2 separate regions of the Gossypium arboreum genome follow, and region 2 is linked to region 1. Evidence: chromatin contacts called from public Hi-C data. All regions are on one chromosome and are shown on one strand. Each heading gives the region's core, a stretch centred on a gene start, on an enhancer-like site or on the middle of the called end of the contact. The rest is flanking DNA. Distances are from core to core; before and after follow the strand shown.

The links. Hi-C and Micro-C count contacts between places; a contact is called where the count stands out from the background.
Region 2: a contact with region 1 is called in a Hi-C map of leaf, with 2.8 times the contacts expected there. The contact joins the promoter of LOC108472111 here to the enhancer-like site in region 1. A contact is called at or near these places in 2 of 5 Hi-C or Micro-C datasets (both in leaf).

The regions. Positions count from the first base shown.
Region 1 is chr7:101,331,316-101,336,506 of ASM2569848v2, reverse strand. LOC108471749 (thylakoid lumenal 16.5 kDa protein, chloroplastic) reads right to left here and starts at 5,022. Exons shown (of 4, transcript XM_017773323.2): 1 at 4,497-5,022; 2 at 4,101-4,240; 3 at 3,938-4,010; 4 at 3,444-3,840. The coding sequence starts at 4,875. The coding sequence ends at 3,731. Within about 2 kb of position 2,291, at least 2 of the 2 cell types and tissues checked have an H3K27ac peak or open chromatin away from gene starts, as enhancers often do. A contact at or near this core is called in leaf, where this site is marked.
Region 2 is chr7:101,393,703-101,399,495 of ASM2569848v2, reverse strand. LOC108472111 (EIN3-binding F-box protein 1-like) reads left to right here and starts at 2,571. Exons shown (of 2, transcript XM_017773629.2): 1 at 2,571-2,996; 2 at 3,156-5,711. The coding sequence starts at 2,972. The coding sequence ends at 5,056.

The DNA of each region.
Region 1 (5,191 bases), core at 1,042-3,541:
ATTTTTGAAAAATAGATTGTTTGGAATTCTAAGTGTTTTTTAGAATATCTTAAAATTTTATGATTTTTTTTGGAATATTTAGGGCTTTTATTGCATTTTTAATGAGTATTTTATATTTTAAGGAATTTTAAGTTATTTTATTAAAATTCATAAAATTCTTTAAAAGTTGGCTCAGTGGGATAGATGTAGTTAAATAATATCTTTTAGAAACGTATAAGAAATTTTCTCCTCTTAGGTTCCAAGAAAATGATTAATTAAAATTAAAGTTATATCTATATCTGAAATTATAATGTATGAAATTAGAGTGTCAAAAGAAGAAAAAGATTCATACTCTCATAACTCACGTCAAATAACTCTCAAAAAGCTTTAAAATATATATTCCTTGGCATTCTTTTATTTTGGGCTTCTACTCCTTTTAAAGAATTTTATGTTTTTTAACTAAAATCTCGTAATTCCTTAAAAATATAAAACTTTCATCAAGAGAAAAAAATTCCATAAAATTTTTAAAAATATGATAAAATTTTATGATTTTCTAAAAAAAAATCTAGATTTTCAAGCAAATGATTTTTTTTAAATTTTGTGAATATTTTTATTTTTATTTACGTTTTGCATACTTATAATTCTAAAATATTTTTATAATTTTCAAAAAAAAGGTTATGATTTTTAAAATAAATTTACAAGTTTTATGATTTTTGGGTCCATTTTTTATGATTTTTAATGATTTTATTAAATATTTTTAAATATTTTAATGTCCAAAATTTGAAAATATTTTATCATTGCAGAAAATAATTTCATTTTTATTTTTTAAAATTGAAAAATAAGTTTAGAAAATAGAAATAAAATTTGTTTTTAAACATGAAAACATGTTCGTAATTATTTTTCTTTTAAAAAATAAAATAAAACTATTACATTTATATAGATTCGAACCAATGGACTAGATTTAATATTAAAAGAACTGTTAAAAATAAATATTTTTATGTTTATACGAGTTTAGACTAGGTCCAATTCATCTTAATTTTTTTATAGCAATTCATCTTAAAGTTAAAAACTCTTATTTTTATCATTTTCATTTTTACACAACATTTTTAGTAAAAACAATAAAAATAGTTTTTATTGTTTTTTTTTATTTTCACGTTTTCTTCTATGATTTCTATTTTTCAAAAAAAAATAATTGTTTCATGAGCGTAAATTTCTGTTAATAAATTATAATATTATCGGGCTCTGTTAATGGTCCCCAGTTACGTTTATGGGCTTTTTTTCTGTTCATTCTTATATGGGCAGGACAAGCCATAAAATGGTGACCCACAAATTAAATGGATTAGAAATGAACAATCCATACTATCCAGTGGGCTACAAATATACACTATATTTATACTCTCTAGTAAATGGTAAATTGAAAATTATGTTTTTTCTAATTTTAGAAATAACTCTTAGGAGAAAATTAAAAATTAATTAAAATTTTAAAGAAAAGTACACCCAATTGAACCATAATTGATTAAAAATTTTAATTATCCTCTTCTATTAATAAAAACCAATGGTAATCAATTTTATTATTAATGATCACCGACTTGACCGATGAAATTATAAGAAGTTAATATAAGTCATGCTACGTAGATAAATATGTTGACATGACATGACATGTCACATCACATCAATTTTTTTAAAATATATTAAAATTAAAAGAATACATGAACCTTAAGAAATGAACATCTAAATTTATTTGATTTTAGATGCCCATTTATCTAGATTTGTCATGGACCAACATAAAGTTATAAAACATTATAAAAGTTATAAATAATTATTAAAAATTCTAAAATAATATATATATATATAATGACAAGTGATGAATATGACTTCAACAACTGCAAAATAAGACGATAAATTATTATTTATATATCTAGTGACAATTTTTTTTCTTATTTTAACTGCAACTGGAAATACTTTTTAATTGCAAGTATATTTATTTTATGGTGATTAGATATAATTAATACTTTGTTAAAAATAGGGAAAAAAGTTTTATCATATATATGTGAAAATATGGTAGAAAAAATTTTTAATTAAGAATATTTATGGATCCCAATGTATTTAAATTCCAAAGTTGGCTACACTAGTTTTGTCATGTCATTTTGACTTATCTAGGGCTTTCATTGCATCCCTTCCTTCCGATGACTCTTATCAACAGGTCAGTGCAATCTCAAGTGTTTTGTTCTGCTTGCAGTTCATACCAAAGAAAGGGGTGTCTCCTACGAAACATGAGATCATATTCATTGCTCCCACAGGGGAGGATATTAGTAACAAGAGGCAATTGGAAAAGTACCTTAAAGCGCACCCTGGGGGTCCAGCGGTATCAGAATTTTATTGGGGCACCGGCGAGACCCCAAGGAGATCTGCAAGGATTAGTGAGAAGGTAAAAGCAATGCCAACAACAGAAAGTGAACCTTCAAAAAAACGAGGCAGCGGCTTCGAAGGATAACAAGGTATCCGAGACTGCATCTGGAGGAATTGAGGAGACTAAAGACATTCATATGGGAGAGGCTGAAAAGTCTGAGAAAATGAATGTGGAAGGAGAGGCTGGAAAGGTTGCTGCGAAGGAAAATGAAAATTAGAATAAAGATGAAACAGAAGATGCTAATAGCAAAACTGAACCCACTTCTCAAGAAGTTCAACATGCAGAAGATGCTAATATATCTACTGATATCGAAGAACGTAAGGAAAATGCTAAAGCAGTATCTGAGAAGTCCCAGGATGGATTTCAAGCTGGTGCTTCTGGATTTATTTGCTCCAACGGAAGAAGAAAGGTTGGAGAGTTTGTTGATTGAAGGAAAGGTTAAACAACCAGTGGCTGAAGCTGAAAAAGAGCTTCAATCTTGGGAACAGAAAAGAAAACAAAATGAGGTGGGAGGAGAAGAAAAAGCGAAACAAGAAAGAAGCACCAGTGAATCTGAAGGAGCAATCAAGGAGAAACAATTATCTATTTGTAATGAGGGACAAAACTATTAAGTTGGCAATGAAATTAGTAAGAAAACAGAAGCAGCAATTCAGAACGGTAGTAATGCAGGTGAGGTCAAGCCTTGAGTTTCCATATGCAATAGATTAACACGATGTAGGCGTCTCTTTTACTCCCCCTTGTGACCCTTTTAGATTTTTGGACGCTGCAAACAACTCTAGTTTCATTAGGGATAGTAACTGATTGTTCACTGAAACATCTTTTCTATATAATGGTAGATAGCTGTCTAATGTGGCTGTTTCCTATGTATTGGTCAGAGCTATAGTTTACAGTGATATATGTAATGTCATGGCATCTAATACAGCAAATGGATGTAATATGTGGTGTTAAGTTATAAGTTACAGTAATGGATGAAACTCCTAATGCCCTTCTGGTATGTTGCAATCTGTTGCAGATTCACAAACTGGTTTACTGATAAAACAAGATCCAGGGCAGCTAACTTCAATGATTGCATCACAAATTTGTGGTGCTTTTGAGATTGAGAAATATTACTAACAACCGAAGCTCAAACAAATTGAGCAAAGTTATTACAACTCTTATGAAAGAAACAACTTGTTAACCTCAAGTTTTGGACTAGATGAATTGTCAAAACGAAGAAACAAAAGAAAAAAAGGGTAGTATTTGGTTCCAGTAAAATCTCCAGTGGATGATACATGGAACATTAAATGTGTTTCAAATGGAAGCTAAAAGAAAGAACAAAATGTAGATTCATCATCCTTATCTTCAAAGTCCTTTAAGTTGTCCAACGAGCCCTGTCAAGGTCGTCCATTTCTCAAATGCAGTTGCAGATGTCACAAATGCTACTTTGGATGATTCAACATCATTTTTTGTAACTGCAGAGTAAATGCAAAACAAGAGAAAGCCATTATCATGATCAGATTGTTCGATTTCGATGCTGGAATATTAGGTTTTATTTGAAAGAGTGACCACCTGATGATATCAATGAAGCTAATGAAGAATTGAACGTCTCCACTTGAGTCTTTTCTTCAGGGCTAGAGCTCAGCTGTTAAGAACAACAGTAAAGAAAACCACTCATGACATCTCTAGAACATAAGCCATCAAGAACTGAACTAATATGACATTTATCAGTGACCTTGTTGAAGGCTACATTGGCATTCTTGACCCACTCTGTATCAGTGCTTCCCCCAAGAACTGAACTAGCTGTAGATAGATCATTGTTGTCAATGGCTTGACCTATTTCGCTTAACTTATACACCACATCCTGCAAATACCCTGCAACATTTAATTTCATTGCTCTAATGTCAGCAAACAGCATCGTGGATATGAATATTTACTATTGAATGTGAGAAAATGGCATGGAAAATGTAATAAACATCATCTCCCCCCATTGAAAGCCATCATATATTCATATTGTACTGGTGACATAATAATAAAGCAGATTATCAAATTCAATTTCATTGAGACATAAACAAGGTTTCATAGAACTTCAATCAAACACAGGAAGAACATAGAACTAACTTCAACCAACCTTTCTCTTGACCCGATGAGCTGATTACTCCTTGTCTTTCAAGCCTCTTCTTTCTATCCTTCTTGACTTTCTCCAAGAGCTCTTCATCATCATCGGCCTCTAGAATTGCTGCAATGGCATTGGAGCAACCATTACCAGGAGCCAACACTAAGCTGGTGATGAAGCAAAGGGAGAAGCCTCTTTTAGTTAAAGCTGGAGTTGGTGGTGGTGATTCATTGAATGCTTTGCAAAGGGTTCTTCTTTGGACATTTTGATTGTTGAGGTAAACTAATGCAGTCCCTAATGATGATGATGATGATGACGAACAGGAAGAAGATGTTGAAGGGGAAATAGATGATGGGAAGAAGGAATTAGCAGTTGAGAGAAATGCAGTTGCCATTTTCTTTTTTTAATTTTTTTTCTGGTAAATTTAGTGGGAAAATTAGAGGTATTGGCATTTTCAGAAGATAAGGTTGCTGGATTCTGTTCTGTTATCTGGTCCAGTCATTTTTCAGATGCTTTGGGAGGCTTTCTCTTTTTTGATCACTGATTTAATTTAATAGAAGAAATAAGGTTCAATTCTGCCATTAGTTCTATACTTAACAAAAGTTATGGATTTAATCCCAAACTTTTATTTGCCATTTTTAGTCTCTGTTCTTTCCAAATTTTAAATTTTCTGTCCTTGTCAAACAATAATTATTAAATTCATTAAGTAA
Region 2 (5,793 bases), core at 1,322-3,821, 63 kb before region 1:
TCTAAATAAATCAATAAATTTAACCCTTCACGTTTACAAATTCTATCAATTTGGTTACTAGATAGCCTTTAAAAATATCAAATCAAACTAAAAACTTGAATGAGCTTTAATTGAGCAAATGAATTGAGAAAACAGATCAAATATGTTAGTTGACACCATAGGCAAGCAAGCAGACATATTCTCGAGGTTAAAGATCAAATATGATCAACTTTAGGGGCTCAAATAATTCTAGCTCACCAAACCAAGAGATGATGTTATAGTAGGGCGAGAAGCATAGCAATTTGCTGCCCCATAAAGTAAAAAAAAGGCAAAAGAAACTAGTTTGTTGTTTAATAAAGATGTTCCAATTCTGTGAACTAAGAAAACAAAGACGAAGTGTGGTGGTCGTTGAATGATTTAATATTTTAATTCATTCATCAGCAGGGGGTTTTCAGCAAACCATCCCGCATGTCGGCCTAAGCGTCAGTCGATGACGCGCGACTATATATTATATATTATATTTGTTCAAGTGATCAAGACGCCGAAACTCTCTTAAAATGCTTAATCTATAATCCACATTTACAAACAACACTATCAATATTCTAAAAATGAATCTGGTCAAAGGCAGGGCTTGAAACAAAAAGATGCCATGAAATTTCCAAAGAATCCCAAACTTCAAAGGTGCATGAACACGAGTAAACATCACAAAAAATAACAATCACCTGTTAGTTTTGCCATTAGCCAACGACAGCAAAGGTACCAAAAACGACCCAAAAGTTACATCTTTTTCACATCCATCACATTATCAACATTTTCTATCAATTAAAAAATATATAACTACTAATTAGTTTGTATAAGGACAAGTAGTGGCCCGGCCTCTCCCTTTATTGAAAATTAATGTTTTAGACAACCTAAATTTTATAAATTTATGTTTGGACTGAGTGTTCATCTTTGAAAAACTCAAGCCCTCCAAAAGGGAAAACTTTTTGCATGATCTTTCCGTAGAAGATAATACTGGTTGGATATATGCATGCACATTAGAAATTCAGGATTCATGCACATACAATGAATATTTTGAAACTAGTAAGAAAAAGAAAGAAAAGGTAAAACAACAAATTTTATACTCAAAGGATAATAAGATTGCTTGAATTTCAACAGATTCATTTGACCATGTTCTCTTCCATCCCGTCTTACATGTTATTTTAATTTATGTTTTTTTTTTTTTTGGGGGATTTTGATAACCTAACTAGCTAAAAGATAAGTTGATTCATTTGTGAGAACAAATGTGCATGTCAGAATGATACGTGCAAAAAGGGTAAAAACCAAGACTAATCTTTATTCTCTTTATTACTATTAACAAATTAACAACTTAAATAACCACAACAAATTATCTTAAGAATCATTAAATTCTATACCTATAAAAGAGTGTGGCCGTAAATTGTTTGAAATACAATAAGAATACTTAGATGTAATCCCACTTTCCAAGTAGTCACTCAGTAATTCGGCTATGCTATGCTGAAAAATTGGAACAAGAAAACATTAAATTTATATTTATAAACATTAGTTAACGACAACCGAAATTTACAAATTCAATTATTCTCGTTTACGGTACGCCGACATGTGAGATTGATGCAAAGAATTCTTCTTACTCATCAATTACGTTAACCACAAATTCTCCAAATTTATATTTTAATTTATATGATCAAAAACTCTTTGAATTTATTTTAAATTATTGTTTTTAAATATCTTGTATATGTTATTTTTGTTCAATTCAGATATGATAAATGTCGTCAACAATCTCTTAATCTAATGATAAAAATATTATATTGTGAAGTATAAAAATATTACGATTAAACGTGCTTGAATTTATCTAATATTCTTAAATTTTAAAATTTGATCAATGATAAATTTATACATGTCCATAATTGTTATACTTGTAATTATGAATTTTTCCTTGTTAACGCGGTCTTAAATTGCTTTTAATCTTACCATTTTAAATCAAGTATGTATTAAATTATTTCATTAAATAGTACATGTTTGTTGCATTTTATTGTATGCATGAGTCATTAAGGAGTCGATGCACCACAATTGGCGTTGTGAGCTGCAGTTTATCCATCGGCAAAAGAACTTTGTATCTATTTGACCAATCACCTCGCGAGGTAGTTCCACTGTTGAAGCCGGACACTAAGGGCGTTGCTTTCCCTAAGATTGTCAATTATTCCTAAGTTTTAAGGCGGATGCTGTCTTTTGCAAAAGAAAAACAAAATAGTTCCATTAAATTATTTCTTATCTTATACTACATAGACCTTGGGATGTTTTACTTCATAAAATAATAATTATTATATTATAATAAATACAGATTAGTGATCCTAAAACTTAGCTTAAATACCCTCTATTATAGGTTATGATAATACTTCTTCTTTTCAATACAATATCTAAAATTATCTATAGTAATACACTTTAGTACACTCAAACTCAATTTTCTTATATTAATAATAATATTCATATCAATCGAATTAAAATTTAATTAGTATACCTTATTATTTAATTCAATAAAGTTGGCTATATAACCGGTAATGGAGTGTTTGGTTGGACTGAGAAAAGAAAAGAATAAACAAGTTTCTGAAGGTACATTGCATGTAGCAGAAAGCTGTCAGTTAATGTATCTGCAACAAAAACATGAATATTTAAAATAATAACAACATGGAAATTTCCCAACACAACATCTCTCTTCTTTTCTTCAAACCAAATAAATAGAATACTTCTGTTTTGTTTCATGTAATACAAAAAGCCCAGTTCTCGTTTTTCTTCTTTCTTTCCATCTTTTTCCCCCTAATTATTGGGGTTCCTGAGCTCATTGTTTTAAACAAGTTCTGATGCATTCAAGCTTTCAAGGGTTATACTTGGTCTGTTTATTAACGTCTTCCCTTGTTGAGTGTTCCGTTTTGGGATTAGAGGCTTCTCACAAAGGTGCCTTCTTTGAGGTTCAACCATGCCTGCTCTTGTTAATTACAGCGGTAAGCTATTCTTTTTTATTTGTTTTCTTCTTGTTTATAGTGGGTAAAAAGTTAGCTATGAATTTATTAGGTCTATTTATAATTCTGAGATTTGATTAAATTGTTTGAAGTTTATGCTTTATATGGAAACCACTTATTGTAGGTCCACTGGAATTTCAGGTGATGATGATTTTTTTATTAGGAAAAACTCCATAGAGTTGGGCAGATTGTGTTCAATCAGTTCCCAAGCGGATGTGTATTGGCCTCCTCATAAAAGAGTTCGTATTAGTGCCCCATTTCTCTTTCGGGAAACTGATTTTGAGCAGAACAAGCAACCATCAATCAATGACCTTCCCGGTGAATGTATTTTTGAGATCTTCAAGCGACTTCCTAGTGGCAGAGAAAGGAGCTTGTGTGCTTGCGTCTCAAAGAGGTGGCTTAGGCTTCTGAGCAGCATTCGCAAGGGTGAATACAGGTCATCAAATGTCGTCAAGGAGAATATTGATTCGGTTTCTTATGCCATCGAGACAATCTCATCTAATGAAAATGGTGGGTATCTTACAAGGTGCTTGGAAGGGAAGAAAGCAACTGACGTGAGGCTTGCTGCAGTTGCTGTTGGAACCAGTGGTCGTGGTGGACTGGGAAAGCTTTCTATTCGTGGAAGCAACTCTTCTTGCGGAGTAACTAACTTTGGTCTATCTTCCATAGCCCGTGGTTGCCCTTCTCTCAAGTCACTTTCTTTGTGGAACGTCCCTCATGTTGGAGATGTAGGTCTGTATGAGATAGCTAAAGAATGCCATTTGTTGGAGAAGCTTGACCTTTGCCAGTGCCCTGCAGTTTCAAGCAAGGGTCTGATTGCGATTGCAGAGAACTGTCTTAATTTGACCGCTTTAAGAATTGAATCTTGTCCAAAGATTGGTAATGAGAGCCTCCAAGCTGTCGGAAAGCTTTGCCCCAAGCTGCAGTCCATCTCTATCAAGGACTGTCCACTTGTAGGAGATCATGGAGTTTCAAGCCTGTTTTCATTAGCATCCTCTGTTCTTTCAAAGGTCAAGCTTGAGGGATTAAAAATCTCAGATTTTTCTCTTTCTGTGATAGGATACTACGGCAAGTCTGTGACAAATCTAATGCTCAGTGGTTTAGGAAATGTGAGCGAGAAAGGATTTTGGGTCATGGGTAACGCTCAGGGTTTGCAAAAGTTGGTATCTTTGATGATTACTTCATGCCGGGGGCTAACAGATGTTAGTCTTGAAGCCATGGGAAAAGGATGTGCAAACCTGAAGCAGATGTGCCTTCGCAGTTGTAGATTTGTCTCGGATGATGGCTTGCTGGCTTTCTCCAAGGCCCAAGGTTCTCTTGAGTGCCTGCAATTGGAGGAGTGCAACAAGGTCACACAATCTGGGATTATTGGTTTCCTCTCAAACTGTGGATTAAAATCTCTTGCTCTAGTAAAGTGTATGGGAATTAGGGATATATCCTTGGATACTCCTTTGTCCTCCCCTTGCAATTCACTTAAATCCTTGTCCGTAAAGAACTGCCCCGGGTTTGGGACTGCCAGCCTGGCTATGGTGGGCAATTTGTGCCCTCAGCTTCAACATGTAGATCTGAGTGGACTTTATGGCATCACAGATGCAGGTCTCTTGCCTCTTCTGGAGAGTTGCAAGGAAGGACTTGCAAAGGTGAACTTGAGCGGCTGCTTAAATTTGACAGATGAGGTAGTTTTGGCCTTGACCAGGTTACATGGTGGAACCGTTGAATTGCTCAATCTTGATGGTTGCCGCAGGATTACTGATGCAAGTTTGGTGGCAGTTGCAGACAATTGTGTTTTCCTCAATGATTTGGATGTCTCCAGGTGTGCAATCTCCGATTCCGGTGTTGCTGCCTTATCTCATGCAGAGCAACTCAATTTGCAAGTCGTTTCGTTTTCAGGCTGTTTGGGAGTTTCAAACAAAAGCATGCCTTTCCTAAAACAATTGGGCAAGACCCTGGTGGGATTGAATCTCCAGCACTGCAATTCAATCAGTGCTCGAACTGTTGAGCTGCTTGTAGAGTGCTTGTGGAGATGTGACATCCTTTTCTAATCAAAGAGGGCTGTTGAGCCCAGAGCCAGATCCAAACAACTACATTATATGTCGTAAAGGATGAGAGAAATATCAAACTCCTAAATTCCGCACACAAGTTTTTGGTCCAGCAAAGCGATCATGCTGGTAGCTCTATGATTTGGTGTTTTCCTGGGGACTTTGGCTGTTTTGCAGATGGCCGATCCATCACCTTTTTTTTCTTTTTTTTTGCAGGGTTTCTCAGCCTGTTATATCTATGAAGCCCCCAATTACCTGAGGCAGTTTCATAGCCATGGGTCCTGGAGAGTTCTGTCATCAAGTCATGGGTTTAAGTTTCCTCTCATGATCATCGTAGCTCTTCATCCCAACTTGGTGTTTTAGCTTTTATAATACATTTTCGTCGAAATGCTTTCTTTCATTTCTGGTCCTATGAAAACTGGTATTTGGATCTGTCCATCTTAGATTTTAATAATCTTTTTCAAAGGTCTGCCGGTGTTTGAAACTCCTGCAGGGGTGATTCTGTGTGTCTTTTTATCGGTATCACCGTAGTGGTTGCTTTGGGCATTTCGGTTCAAATCCTAGTCTTCGTGTAGCCTTTTTCCTTGTAAATGATATGAATTGTACGACTGCAACTACACTGTTATCATCAATGAAACTTTCTATACTTTTTTCTTTATACTTATATCTTATTGATTGTAGAACCATGGTGTTGAACGTTTGGCTTTAGTAACTCCTTGTTTAATTATTGTAACTAGCAT